2 separate regions of the Hordeum vulgare genome follow, and region 2 is linked to region 1. A link is a contact called in public Hi-C data. All regions are on one chromosome and are shown on one strand. Each heading gives the region's core, a stretch centred on a gene start, on an enhancer-like site or on the middle of the called end of the contact. The rest is flanking DNA. Distances are from core to core; before and after follow the strand shown. Region 1 holds the start of LOC123403819 (U-box domain-containing protein 26-like). Region 2 holds the start of LOC123404523 (E3 ubiquitin ligase PARAQUAT TOLERANCE 3-like).

Evidence for each region. A called contact is a pair of places that touch in the nucleus more often than the background predicts.
Region 2: a contact with region 1 is called in a Hi-C map of seedling, with 3 times the contacts expected there. The contact joins the promoter of LOC123404523 here to the promoter of LOC123403819 in region 1. A contact is called at or near these places in 3 of 6 Hi-C or Micro-C datasets (leaf and seedling) and 1 of 1 datasets of contacts at active chromatin or transcription factors (embryo).

Annotation. Positions count from the first base shown.
Region 1 is chr6H:439,017,046-439,023,497 of MorexV3_pseudomolecules_assembly, forward strand. It overlaps LOC123403819 (U-box domain-containing protein 26-like), which reads right to left and starts at 3,187. Exons shown (of 1, transcript XM_045097736.1): 1 at 1,065-3,187. The coding sequence starts at 2,637. The coding sequence ends at 1,414.
Region 2 is chr6H:439,406,135-439,412,586 of MorexV3_pseudomolecules_assembly, forward strand. LOC123404523 (E3 ubiquitin ligase PARAQUAT TOLERANCE 3-like) reads left to right here and starts at 2,641. Exons shown (of 15, transcript XM_045098450.1): 1 at 2,641-3,285; 2 at 4,001-4,100; 3 at 4,325-4,403; 4 at 4,544-4,707; 5 at 4,802-4,881; 6 at 5,058-5,129; 7 at 5,205-5,361; 8 at 5,453-5,601. The coding sequence starts at 3,120.

The sequences.
Region 1 (6,452 bases), core at 1,937-4,436:
AAATAACAATAGGCTTTAGGACCAACTGAGCTAAAAAGAGATAAACCAGAATCATGCTACAAGATGATGATCCTCAGCCAATGACAGATCAAAATCATATACATCCTCTTACATGAAATAAAAACTAGCAAACTTATTTAATCTTGCACTGCAATTTCTGGTTGTCTCAAGGAATTGATTGGCCAAATTAAATATTTAATGAATAATAAGTCATACACTACCTCCGTCTGGAATTACTTCTCCCTCAAACCGACGTATCTAGAACTGAAATACGTCTAGATGGAGCGAGAAGTAATGCCAGACAAAGCGGTGCCTATTTATTCTTGCATTAAAATAGATTCGTCGAAAGGACAAGAACTGTATGAGATGTTTATCTTGAGGCAGTCAAATCAGGGTATATCTCCTTATAACAAATCTTTCTTGTAAATTCATCAAGAGTGTCAATAGAGCACAAAGATGTCGTGGTGATATTTATACTGCAGTGTCACTAATGCAATCTTAATAAGAGTAATTACACAATGAGCTAAATAAAACCAAGAAGATTAACCTTGTACTGTGACATCAAACCAAGAGAATAGAGGTTTAAATTATTGACTTCACTTGAAAGCCGCAAAAACTATAATAAAATCTATAACTGAACAAAATGTGGTGTTACATGGTAAGAAACAATTTTAAGGGCTAAAATTTTGTATTTTCTACTGTATATTGACCCCAAACTAAAATTGCCAACCATAAAAGCTACTAGCACTTGGCTCCTTAACAGAAGGAAATAATTTACAGACATGAAGTGTTGCTCCCCTTCTGGAGTTGCACCAAGATTCTGTAGGAACATAAATAGTTTACAGTTGATTTCGTACCCTAAGATGAAATACAAAAGAAAAAGAAATAATCTCCATGATTCCAGGTAAAAAAAAATTGCCTTAAGATGTGATTTGCAGTGTCATGACATCACTCTAAAAATTTAAGCGTAGGAATATGTGTAGAATGAAGTTCCAACATTTCTACCTAAAAAACCTCACCTCAGTGCCATCGACATATGGAATTTCAATGGGGGCACTGGGAACTAAAAACCAAATAGTAATGCAGCTCTTTTTTTCTTGTTATCTCAAGCGATCAAAGGATACATGGTACCAAGAAATTACTTTGCATCACAGAGTGGAAGTTGAAGTCTAGAATTAAACAAGGTACATATGTATATGTACACTTTTTAAACATGAATTTCTACTGCAAGTGTCAACCAAATCATACTACCACCGTTACATACAGGCACCCCTGCCCGGCCCTAGCCTCATGAAATTTTCTTTAGGGGAGAAAAATTCTCCGATGATCCTACTACCACCGTTACATACAGGCACCCCCACCCCGCCCTAGTGCCGTGGTGGTTCGGATTCAGAAAGGGGATGAAATGCAGGGTTAGTATGGTCGGAGGAAATCATCCGAGTTGGCCATGGAGTCGGTGGTCGGCCAAGCGGACCGGAGCAGCTTCAGGAGGTGCTGCGCCTTGCGTTTGGCACGCTCCGAGCAGCCGCCCTGCACCATCATGAGCAGCTGACTCATGGCACCAGCTCGGACGGCTTCCAGCTGCAGCACCTCAGACCCGCCCACCACGGCCACCAACGCGCCCGCAGCATGCTCAGCCGCACGCCCTGACATGGCGCGCACTAGCGCGATCACCACCGCGGCGCCACCTCCAGCGCCAGAGACAACCGCCTCGCGGCCACCGTCTGTCCGGGACAGCCGCTCCACCGCTGCCAGCGCGCGCTCCAGCTCGCCAGCGCAGCCACCCTCCGCCACTCGCCGGGCCAGAGCCGATGCGGCACCAGCCGATACAGCGCGCTGCCTGTTCTCCTTGGCCAGGCAGAGAGCAAAGAGGCCTCGGATCCCGACGCGCACGGCACGGGCATTGGCCTTCTCGTCCACCAGCGCGACCAGGCCTTCAATGACTCCATCAGCTGCGCCAAGCACCACCCTGGCCTCAGCCCCCGACACCGCAGCAGCTGCCTCCACGACGGCACCTGCATTAACCTTGGCCTCCAAGGTCGTCCCCTGGCTGCCAAGAACTTTGGCAAGCCTGGTGACCCTGTCTTCCCTGCCCACCACGTCCACAGCTTCCGCCTCCCCCATCCCTACGAGGGCGAGGACCGCCATGGCCTCCGCCTGAGCCTCCTCAGCGCTGCCCCCGAACGCCATTTCCACGAGAGCCGCCCTGGTCTCGTGCGTGGCCATGACGAGCCTGTTCTTGTCAGACTCCCTGGCGAGCGCCCTGAGCTTCTTGAGCACGGGGAGGCCAGGGCCCTGAGCGATGAGGGAGCGGATGAGGTCCGGGTCGGCCGGCTGCTTGGGCGTGGGGATGCGCTCGACGCCGAGGGATCGGTGCGCGACGCACCATTCTTGGATGAGGCGGCGCAGGGTGTGGTTGGGGATGAGCGTGAAGTCGGCGAGCGGCGCGCGGGTGACGGGGCAGGTGGTGTTCCCCGTGGCGACCCATGACTCGATGCTGGCACGGTCGTAGGTCTGCCCGGTCGCCACGGTGACGGGGTCCTGCATGAGCTCCAGCGAGATTGGGCAACGGAAGTACCACGGGACCTGCAGCCCTACAGTGTCCAGCCCCAGCGCCAGCGGCACGCTCCCTGGCATTGGCGAAACTCTACTGCTCCACGCCGGGCGGCCTTGTGATTTGGATCTGGCCTACCTAGCTTGCGATGAAGATGTGATGCGCGTGGGTGTGGGTGGGTTGGTGGTGGGTGGACGGACACGACACGGGGGTTGGGGGTGGGGGCGGGGGGGAAGGAGAGCGAAAAAGCGGACTGGTGGAGAGTGGAGATCGAGGGAGACGAAGAACGCTGTTGCATGGGCCGGGTCGGGCCTCGGGCCACGTCGGGCTCAGACCAGTCGGGCCGGACAGCCCGCCGCACGGCACGGGTGCCTCGCCGGAGCGCCGGAGCACGGCGCGCAGCACTCCGGCCTGCCGTGGGTCTGCTGGAGGAAGATGCCGTTGAGGACCTCGCGGTGGAGGCGGGGGCGCTTGGAGTGGGGTTTGGGTAGCGCAGCGAGACCCAGAGGCGGGCGAGTTGAGGCGACGGAGGAGGATCTGCAGGAGGAGCGCGGAGCCAGCGCACGGGGGGGGTGGAGGTAGGAGAAGCAGTCGGGGCAGTAGATAAAGGACAGAGAAAACGTGATTTCGAATCTGATTTTGACCGGTCAAAGCTGGGTTGCTGGCTGTTGGTTGGCCTCACGTGCGATAGAGAGAGAGAGAGAGACAGAGAGGTTCTCGAGCCCTCCTATTTGCCGGTCGCTGCGGCGGCACGTAGTATTTTTCTCTTTTTTTTTAGAGAAAGCTGCCACTTTATAGGTTAACTATGTTATCATTGAACTCTCGATTGACCAGCAGTACTGGCTGCTATAGTTGAGTTGTGGGCACTCTTTTCTTTTCTCTTTCTGAAAACTAAACACCTCCTCTTTTTTATTTACGGTTAAACTAAACACATTTTTGATTGGGCTAATTATCCGTTTGTCCTTAGTGGTGTCCATGTGCTCATTTTTGTCCTGGGAATCGTGCTTAATTTTGTTCCTAGACTGTGCGCAACTACTATGACGAGGCCAAACGGGCAATTTTGAGTCCATTCCATTTATTGACGTTGGTGGTAGTGGGTCCGAAGCTTATACGTGGGACCGCATGGACGTGGGTCTGGAGCTTACATGTGGGACCGCGCAACAACGTCTTCAAATCAATCCTAGTGTTCTAACCGGGCCACTCGACGCCACTTTGTCCCGTCACCGCCCGGCCTCCTGCTCCACTGCTACCTGCTCCGTCTGCCACCTTCCTACGACGCCACGGGTGGGACGCCCGCCACCTGCTCGACCCGCGGTGTGGCCTCATGGAAAATAATTTCCTACTCCGTATTAAAGTTGTGGCGTTTCTATTCCTTATGCCCAGACACATCTGAGACTGAGAGTTCTGGCTCAGGATTCAGCCTCGAGAGAATGTGTTAAAAGTATACTAATTAACCAAATTTAACTCAAACACTTGCCACCTCCGTCTCGTTATAAGGTTTCTCAAGAATATCTTGTCCAACACGGTGATCAAGATAAAGCTACAGATAAGCATATGTGACCATTGACGTGAAGCTCCACGATATTTCTAGGGAGAATGCATAGCACCACCTATGTTCCTTGCTTATTGACCGGCTAGCACCATCTATTGACCGGCTAACACCACCTATGTTCCTTTTATGCTAACTTTTTTCCATAATATTTACTCTTAAAGCTTCTGTTTGAACAAAAAATTACGCTAGACGATCATAGGTGTATTGTGGTGACCCTTGAAAAGCGCACAACTCATAAGTTGGCCTAGCTATCAAATGTTCAGTGAACAAATTAGATCGAAACAGTAGGCCATGAATTTTTAGAAGTTTGATATAAACCAGGCCAATCAACACAAAGAGAAATCTTTCTATTGCGCGTTTGACCTGTCAGATATACTTTGCTCGGTCGGTTATCACCACACTGTTATCACCAGAAGGCAAACAAATAAAAATGCTTGGTCGGTTCTATCCCAGATGTTCGCCACTCTAAAAGCAAAAAAACAAACAAACCTCACATTATATCCAACAAAAGCAGAGTGGAATGCAAGATGCACCATCGCCAAGTTAAGTAGCATTCAAGACATACCATGCTGACAAGGTGTGCCTGCCAGCTTTCGAGTGCTTGGTTGGAAATAACAAACAAAAAATATTTTCACACAACACAGACCAAGAGCAACCGGACTTTTTTTATTAACTAAGTAAGCAAACAAAGTCTTAAGTTCTCAAATACAAAACAAACTATGATAAAAGTCGCACACACGTGGACGAGAACTGCCACATTCCGTGAAGAGAAACAAATAGACCACAATGCTATTTGAATTCTGGTCAAACCTAACTTTGATCAAGATTTAAAGAAGTCTAAAACATCAAAATGAAAAACTAACCATGGATCCTTCTTAGTCACTCCAAAATGAAGCTGTGGTGAGGTTTTTGAAAATTTCATGTTCCAAACCCCAAACCACTTCTCTTCACTTCATACGTGAAAAACTTTCATTTGAATGTATGTAGACTCTGTTTATCAAATTAAATTGCTAGTATATGACATAAGAAGACTATGTGCGCTGATTTTTCATTTTTTTTGATTTTTTTTAGATTATGCCCATTTGAATTCTGGTCAACCCTAACTTTGACCAACATTTAAATAAGTCTAAAACATGAAAATAAAAAACTAACCCTGGATCCTTCTTAGTCACTCTAAAATGAAGCTGTGGTGAGGTTTTTGAAAATTTCATGTTTCAAACCCCAAACCACTTCTTTTCACTTCATACATCAAAAAAATTCATTTGAATGTATGTAGACCTTGTTTATCAACTTAAATTGCTACTATATGACATAAGAAGACTATGTGCGCTGGTTTTTCATTTTTCTGATTTTTTTTTGAATTTTTTATGCCCATTTGAATTCTGGTCAAACCTAACTTCGACGAACATTTAAACAAGTTTAAAACATAAAAATGAAAAACTAAGCCTGGATCCTTCTTAGTCACTCCAAAATGAAGTTGTGATGAGGTTTTTGAAATTTTCATGTTCATTTCCCCAAATAACTTCTCTTCACTTCATACAAGAGAGTTTGAGATACTTGAGATATCACATGAGACACACGAACTTTTCGTTTAAATGTATGTAGATCTTGTTTATCAACTTAAATCGTTAGTATATAACATAAGAATACTATGTGCGTTGATTTTTCATTTTTATGATTTTTATTATTTTATTATGCTCATTCGGAATCTGGTCAAACCTATCTTTGATTGCTCCAAACCCCTCCCAAACCCCGCTAACCCTAGCGATGAACAAGGACCGTCCATCTAACTCTAGCGTCGAACAAAGATCGTCGATCTGCGGCGAGGAGGAGGGGCGATCCTTGAGATGCAATCTGATAGGCTGTGCGATTTTTTTTCTCAACATACATAATGGGCGCGCTGGATGGACCGTTGGGCCGTCATGCTGTCCGGGCCTGTAAGCGTTGTTAATGCCCGTCTCGGCCTTTCCAGGCATGCATGCATGGGAAGTACGGCGACGTGGGCATCCATGCGGGGGAGGCGGACGTGGGCATGCATGCGCGGGAGGCAGACGTGGGCATGCATGCGCGGGAGGGGTTTCTTCCTCCTCCGCCTTCTTCCTCGACTACCGCACCCGCTGACCAGCCGGTCGCCTCGCCTGCCGCGCGCTGGCACCGCCGCCTCCTTCCTCAACTGTCGCATGCTGGCACCGCCGCCTTCTTCCTCTACTACCGTGCCCGCTGACCAGCCGGCCGCCTCGTCTGTCGCATGCTGGCACCGCCGCCTCCTTCCTCGGCTGTCGCGTGCTGGCACCGTTGCCTCCTTCCTCGGCTGTCGTGCGCTGATAGGTCGCGGTTCGGTCGCCT
Region 2 (6,452 bases), core at 1,391-3,890, 390 kb after region 1:
AAGAGGCCACGGGTCTGCTGCTGGTTGCCATCGTCGGCGGTGATCTCCAGTTGGCATCTCCATTGCGCAGGTAGCTGATGGTGTAGCGCGGTTGAACTGGCCGCAGTCCGTCGTAGCAGCCGAGAGCGTCGGGCTGAATGCGTCTAGTTGCACCCATTCGGCCGCATCTACGTCGTCCTCGAAAAAGTTGTCGCCTCCGAAGTCAAGTGGTGCGGCTACTGCAGCCTCTGCAACTGCGTGCACATCGACCGCCACAGAGTCGGCGAGCACAGATGCAACAGTAGGTTTCTTCGCCGCCCTAAAGAAGTCATCAACGAGATCCTTCCCGTTGCCTCGGTGCCCGTCGGCCGCCTCAGGCAGTGGTTCTGCTACTGGTGGCGCAGGGGTGCGGCCGCGGCTACGCCTGTGCCGATGTGGAGGTGGCAAGGGAGGTGCCGTGGTTGTCCTTCCTCCCCCCTGACGTTGCGTCGTGCTCTTGGGGCGACGAGGAGATCGGCTGCGCTGGCGTGATGCCCCAGCTGAGACTTCCGTGCCGGGGTGCGGCTCCGTCGCAGAAGCACGTCTTTCCAGGAGCGCTGGCCCGCACCCCTGAAGCCACCGTCGCCATTGTTGTCACGGCCACGTCCTCCCCATGGCATGCCGTTGCAGCCTAGGTTGGTGACCGAAGCATGTGCGCGGCGTTGCGGCCGAGCTCCACGCTAGCCATCTTCGCCCCCCATGGTCCAGGATGCCGGTGTCACTGCCGGGAACGGGCGGTCGTCGTTGTCGGAGTCGGACGACGGTATACCACTCTGACCAGAGTGGGAGGACCGTGGGGATGGAGTGGTCCAGTCCTCGACCCGGTCCACATGGATGAGCATGGAGTACTCGGCCGTCGCTGGCGGTGGAGCAACGCGCCGGTCAGGAGGTGAGAAACCCTCCATCTCCTCAACCCGACCTGCGCCGCGCGGGAGCACTCCCAAGGTGTGCTTGGTGGGGATGTTGGCGACGTCGCTGGTCCACACCCAGCAAGCAAAGGTCTTGGTGTGGCCACGCTCGAGTGTCCTTCTATCGAGACGATCCACTCTAACCCTCCTGCCGAGGATCTCCTCGGCGCCCTCCACCGACCAGTAGTGCATCGGCACCCCCTCGACGACAATACGGATGTGCAGCAGGAGGGAGTCGAAAGCAGCGTGGTCGTGGTCGTGCCAGGTGGAGATGTTGAAGATGGCACCATCGACCCTGATGGAGCCGCGTCGAACGGCGTTCACTTGAAGCGCCGGCTGGGTGAAGACGACGAAATAGTGCTCCGGGTGGTGGGCGGTGACGCGTAGCGAGTGCACCGGGATGGAGAGCTGCGTCTTGAGCGCCCGTCCGACCGCCATGGGGGACGTTGCATTCACCCCGTCGGCCGCCCGAAGCGTGACGGCGTGGGCGCGGAGGAACGCGACAGCCTGCTCTATTGCCGGCGACGGGACAGTCACCGAGCAGCTGTCCCGGGGGCGTCGAGCATGATCCGCCTGCTGAAGCAATGATGGAGCGGCTGTCGACATGGTCGCGGGTGGCGGTGGGAAACGCAGCCTAGAGTGCAGCGGCTTTTAGGGTGGTGGTGGACCGAGCCTGCTCTTAGCGCTCCTAGCTATTCCTGCGTACTTCGGATGCTGCGGGCCGTTGCGACTAGTGTGTCATGCTCTCTTGCAGGTGAGGCAATGGATCGGGTCTCTACAACCGGCTATCTTGTGGCGAGTGCTGAGGCACCGGAAGCAGCGTCCCCTGAACTTGGTAATGAAGGCGAGGCGCGCTTGGTCTTGGTTAGCAGAGAAAGCGGCGTGCCGGGCCGAGCCGTGCCTCCCAGGGTGCACCTCTTGGACCGTCGGGCGAGCAGCATGGCGCCGTGCTTTCTGGGAGGAGACCTCGGTCTAGGCCCCCCCCTCAGCAGAGACATCTTTCGACGGGGCTACGACGATTGACCTGAGCGTAGCAATTGGTCGCGGCATGGGAAGCTCCGGGAGATCGGGAGAATCGACCGATGCGGACGCGGTGCTGGTAGGAGAAGCCGGCACGTCGAGCAGACCAGCGGGAACGTCCCATTCTCCCCCGGTCCGAGCCCGGGAGCATCCCCCCCGCAGCCAGATCCGCGGCGGGGAAGGCGGATCCGGTGTTGACTCGCGCGTCGTGGTGGCCAGAGCGGCCGACGGACCGCCGGACGAGCGGGAGCGACGACTGTCGACGCGGGAAGGTCTAGCCGTCATCTCGCGCGTCAGGAGGGCGGCTGACGGACCGACGGGCGAGGGGCTGCGCTGCGCTTCTCCACGACGGGCAGGGGAGGAGCCAACGGATCTTGTTGTGGGGTGGCTTGCCATGAAGGCTGTATGGTGGTGGCCGCCGCGGCCGGGGTGACCAACGGCGGCGGTGCGGGGGAGGACCTGGGCTCAGCTCAGCTCATGAGCGGGCAGGCAGGTCTAGTTCTATTGTGAAGAGATTGGGCTGGAAACCTATCTTTTATCATGCCTGCGTTACCAAGTAGAACAAAAAAGAGATATATTCTCAACATGCTATATATCAATTCAAATTAAACTAGTCACAAAACTTCATAGTTTTCCTACGAATACAAAATGTTCAGACTCAAAAGGACATCCCAATACTACTACTGTCACTTTATCTCCCCTTCTGAACCAAATACCTGCTCTCGGCCCTAGAGGGTGAGATCCATCCCCTCCCTCCACGGTTTCCGCTCTCCACCGTCCCGTACCTGTACCCTTCTTTCCCCTCCCAGTCATCCTCTTCCTCTCCCGAGTCCTGACCTACCCAAGCAAGCTCCAATCCGGCCCGATGCGGCTCTAGAACACCTCCTACAGTCTACCGTGTCCTATACCCGCCGCCGCGCCGTAGCTTAGGTCACCGCCGGCGTCTGCCCCCCCTAACCCGTCCGACCCCCCACGCGCGTCGCCGCCATCGCCGTTCCCGGTCTGCCCCGTCGCGTCGCTGCTATATCAACCCCGTCCGCCATCCTGGCGTCTATGAGCTTTTTGGCACCCAGTGATTAGATAAACCTCACTGATCTCCACAAATTTTGGGCGTGCCGCGCAAATTGGGTGTGCTGGTGCACACCCGGCACGCCATCTAGATCCGGCGCTATTATGGCTGTCTACTACAAGTTCAAGAGTGCCAGAGACTATGACTCGATCCCTATCGAGGGGCAATTCATCTCGGTTCTCAACCTCAAGGAGATGATTTTTGAGTCCAAGCACCTTGGCAGAGGCACTGATTTCGACCTCATGATCTCGAATGCCCAGACTGACGAAGGTTGGTTCTTTCTCAGCAAAGAACCCTTGTTTCATTTCTTGTGTGGGCGAATGTATACAAGATGTTAGTGCTAGCTAGATAATACTGGTTCTTTCTCAGAGAAGAACCTTTGCTTGATTTCTTGTGTGGGTGATTGTACACAAGATGTTAGTGCTAGATAATATTTTGATAGGCTCAGGTTGTAATTCTGTTTGGCTGTGTATCGTAAGCCATTTGGCTGTTTGATTCATGCACTCAAGATGTCTGAAAATTGAGGCCTTATCTAGTTGGCATCATTTGTTGTCTGCCTCAATTTTTTCTTATGATTTGAGCTTTCTAAGACATGACGACTTGATCTACTGATTTGGTGCGGAGGATTAACTATAAGCTGGGTTTAGAGATAAAATTACAATACTTAAACAATTTGACATGATCTTTGTTTGCAATGTTTAGCAACTCGAATGTCTTTTGCGATGCTGAGCACATGTACCACGCATTGCATCGAAGACTAGTAAGTGTGTTCTAATGAAGCATCGCGTTGTTTGCTTACCTCACCGAACAATCATTCTGGATTAATGGATTTTACTGCGGGCATTCAGATTGAAATACAGTTGTATCTTAAGAACTTATAATTAGTGGGCAGGATAGGAGTATCTTGATTTTGGGGGGACTTGGGATGGTTTTTGTACAGTCGAAGTATTACTTAAACCATTTCCTGTCATGTTTGCACTTTCAGAGTATGCTGATGAATCTATCATGATACCAAAGAACACGTCAGTGTTGATTCGCCGGATACCAGGACGCCCAAGGATGCCAATCGTTACCGAACCACAAGAGTACTGTTTTGCTCTTTGATTCCGCACTTACTCCACATCATACCTCATAATTCACATTACTGATGCATCAATAGTCAAATACACCTACACACACGACCCATCTGAACAGATTTCTAATTTGTATGTTTTGACTTTGCCTGCTTCATGTCACCGGATACAGTCCATGTCAGGAGTTACTCCTTATCAGCAATCATAGTTTTAAGGTTCACATCCATTTCTTGCAGGGCAATAGCTGCAGAAAATAGGGTAGAAGAAATCATGCCTTCTGGCAGCACTTTTCTTGGTGATTCATCTATGAAATATGTAAGAATAACTTCTAGTCCAGGTTACATTTATCTCACACAGTAGTTGCCACTGCAACAGTGCAACCACAGTTCGATGTTTCAGCTACTACTGTAGTTTATTAATCCAGGGAGCTGATATTTAAGGTATTGAAATCGCAGCATGAAGAATCTGAGTGGGATGATGAGTTCGGCAACTCTTTATATGTTTCTGATTCGGTTCCTTCTCAGCCTGCTAGCCAGGCAATTGACGCTTCTTCTGAAAATCAAATCGACGAAGATAGTAAGATAAAAGCCCTTATTGATACAGCGGCCGTTGACTATAGGTGAGTGATCTACTGGACTGGTCGAATGACTGTTCTATTATCGATCAGAGGAATAATACTAGTTATATACTGGACTGGATGGTCACGTTTTCAGCCAAATTCCTGATGGCTATGGATCCGGAAGAGGTTACGGCAGAGGAATGGGTGGGAGAATGATGGCTGGGCGTGGTTTTGGTAATTCTTTCAAACCCTTTCTATTGCTATGCTTTTGCAAGATTTATGTAGAACTTAGTAGCACTAATCTTCATGAGAGGAGTACTATGGGCACCTATGCAACATGGATACCTGTTAACATCATTATTTGAAACTAGATGTTTATATTAATACTAATGTGCTGTGACATTCTTAAGGGCGTGGGATGGGTCGGCTAGAAAACAGGTCACCTCCTCCTGGCTATATTTGTCATAGATGTAAAGTACCTGGTATGTTGGTCACTTGTCAAATCTTTGTTAATGGAATATTATGTCCTGTTTCACTTGACCAATACTGTTTTGCAGGTCATTTCATTCAACATTGCCCAACAAATGGTGATACTAGATATGACGTCAGAAGGATGAAACCTCCAACTGGCATTCCAAAATCCATGTTAATGGCAACTCCAGATGGCTCATATGCACTGCCAAGTGGGGCTGGTGCTGTTTTGAAGCCAAATGAGTGAGCTTAAGTTGCTTATCTAGTTCCATAATCACTAATTCTGCGTCTACTTGGAAGTAAAGATTAATCATCTTATTTTGTTTTGTGACAGAGCTGCTTTTGAGAGGGAGATAGAGGGCCTACCCACCACCCGCTCTCTCAGTGATCTCCCGCAAGAGTTGCGTTGCCCGTTGTGTAAAGAAGTAATGAAGGATGCCGTTCTAACTAGTAAATGCTGCTTTAAGAGTTTCTGTGATAAATGTAAGTTGTGCTTTTCAGAATCTATTATTTTCACATTGGCTTTAAAAAGGATGAAAAGAGGCAAGGCGACGGGTTCTGATTGTATCCCCATTGAGGTGTGGGGAGGCCTCCCGGACATAGCGTAATATGGCTAACTAAGCTTTTTAACCTCATTTTTCGGGCAAACAAGATGCCAGAAGGATGGAGACGGAGTATATTAGTACCAATCTTCAAGAACAAGGGGATGTTCAAGAGTTGTACTAATTATCGTGGAATTAAGCTGATGAGCCATACAATGAAGCTATGGGAGAGCGCCATTGAGCACTGCTTAAGAAGAATGACAAGCGTGCCAAAAATCAGTTTGGTTTTATGCCTGGGAGATCGACCATGGAAGCCATTTTCTTGGTACGACAACTTATGGAGAGATGCATGGAGCAAAAGAAAGACTTGCATATGGTGTTCATTGACTTGGAGAAGGCCTACGATAAGATACCGCGGAATGTCATGTGGTGGGCCTTGGAGCAACACAAAGTCCTAGCAAAGTACATTACCCTCATCAAATACATGTACGATAATGTTGTGACAAGTGTTCGAACAAGTGATGGGGACACCGATGACTTCCCGATTAAAATAGGACTGAGCTTTGAGCTCTTATCTTTTTGCCTTGGTGATGGATGAGGCCATAAGGGATATACAAGGAGATATCCCCTGGTCTATGCTCTTTGTGGATGATGTGGTGCTAGTCGATGATAGTCAGACGGAGTCAATAGGAAGTTAGAGCTATGGAGACAAACCTTGGAGTCCAAAGATTTTAGACTTGGTAGAACTAAAACCGAGTACATGAGGTGCGGTTTCAGTACTACTAAGGCGTG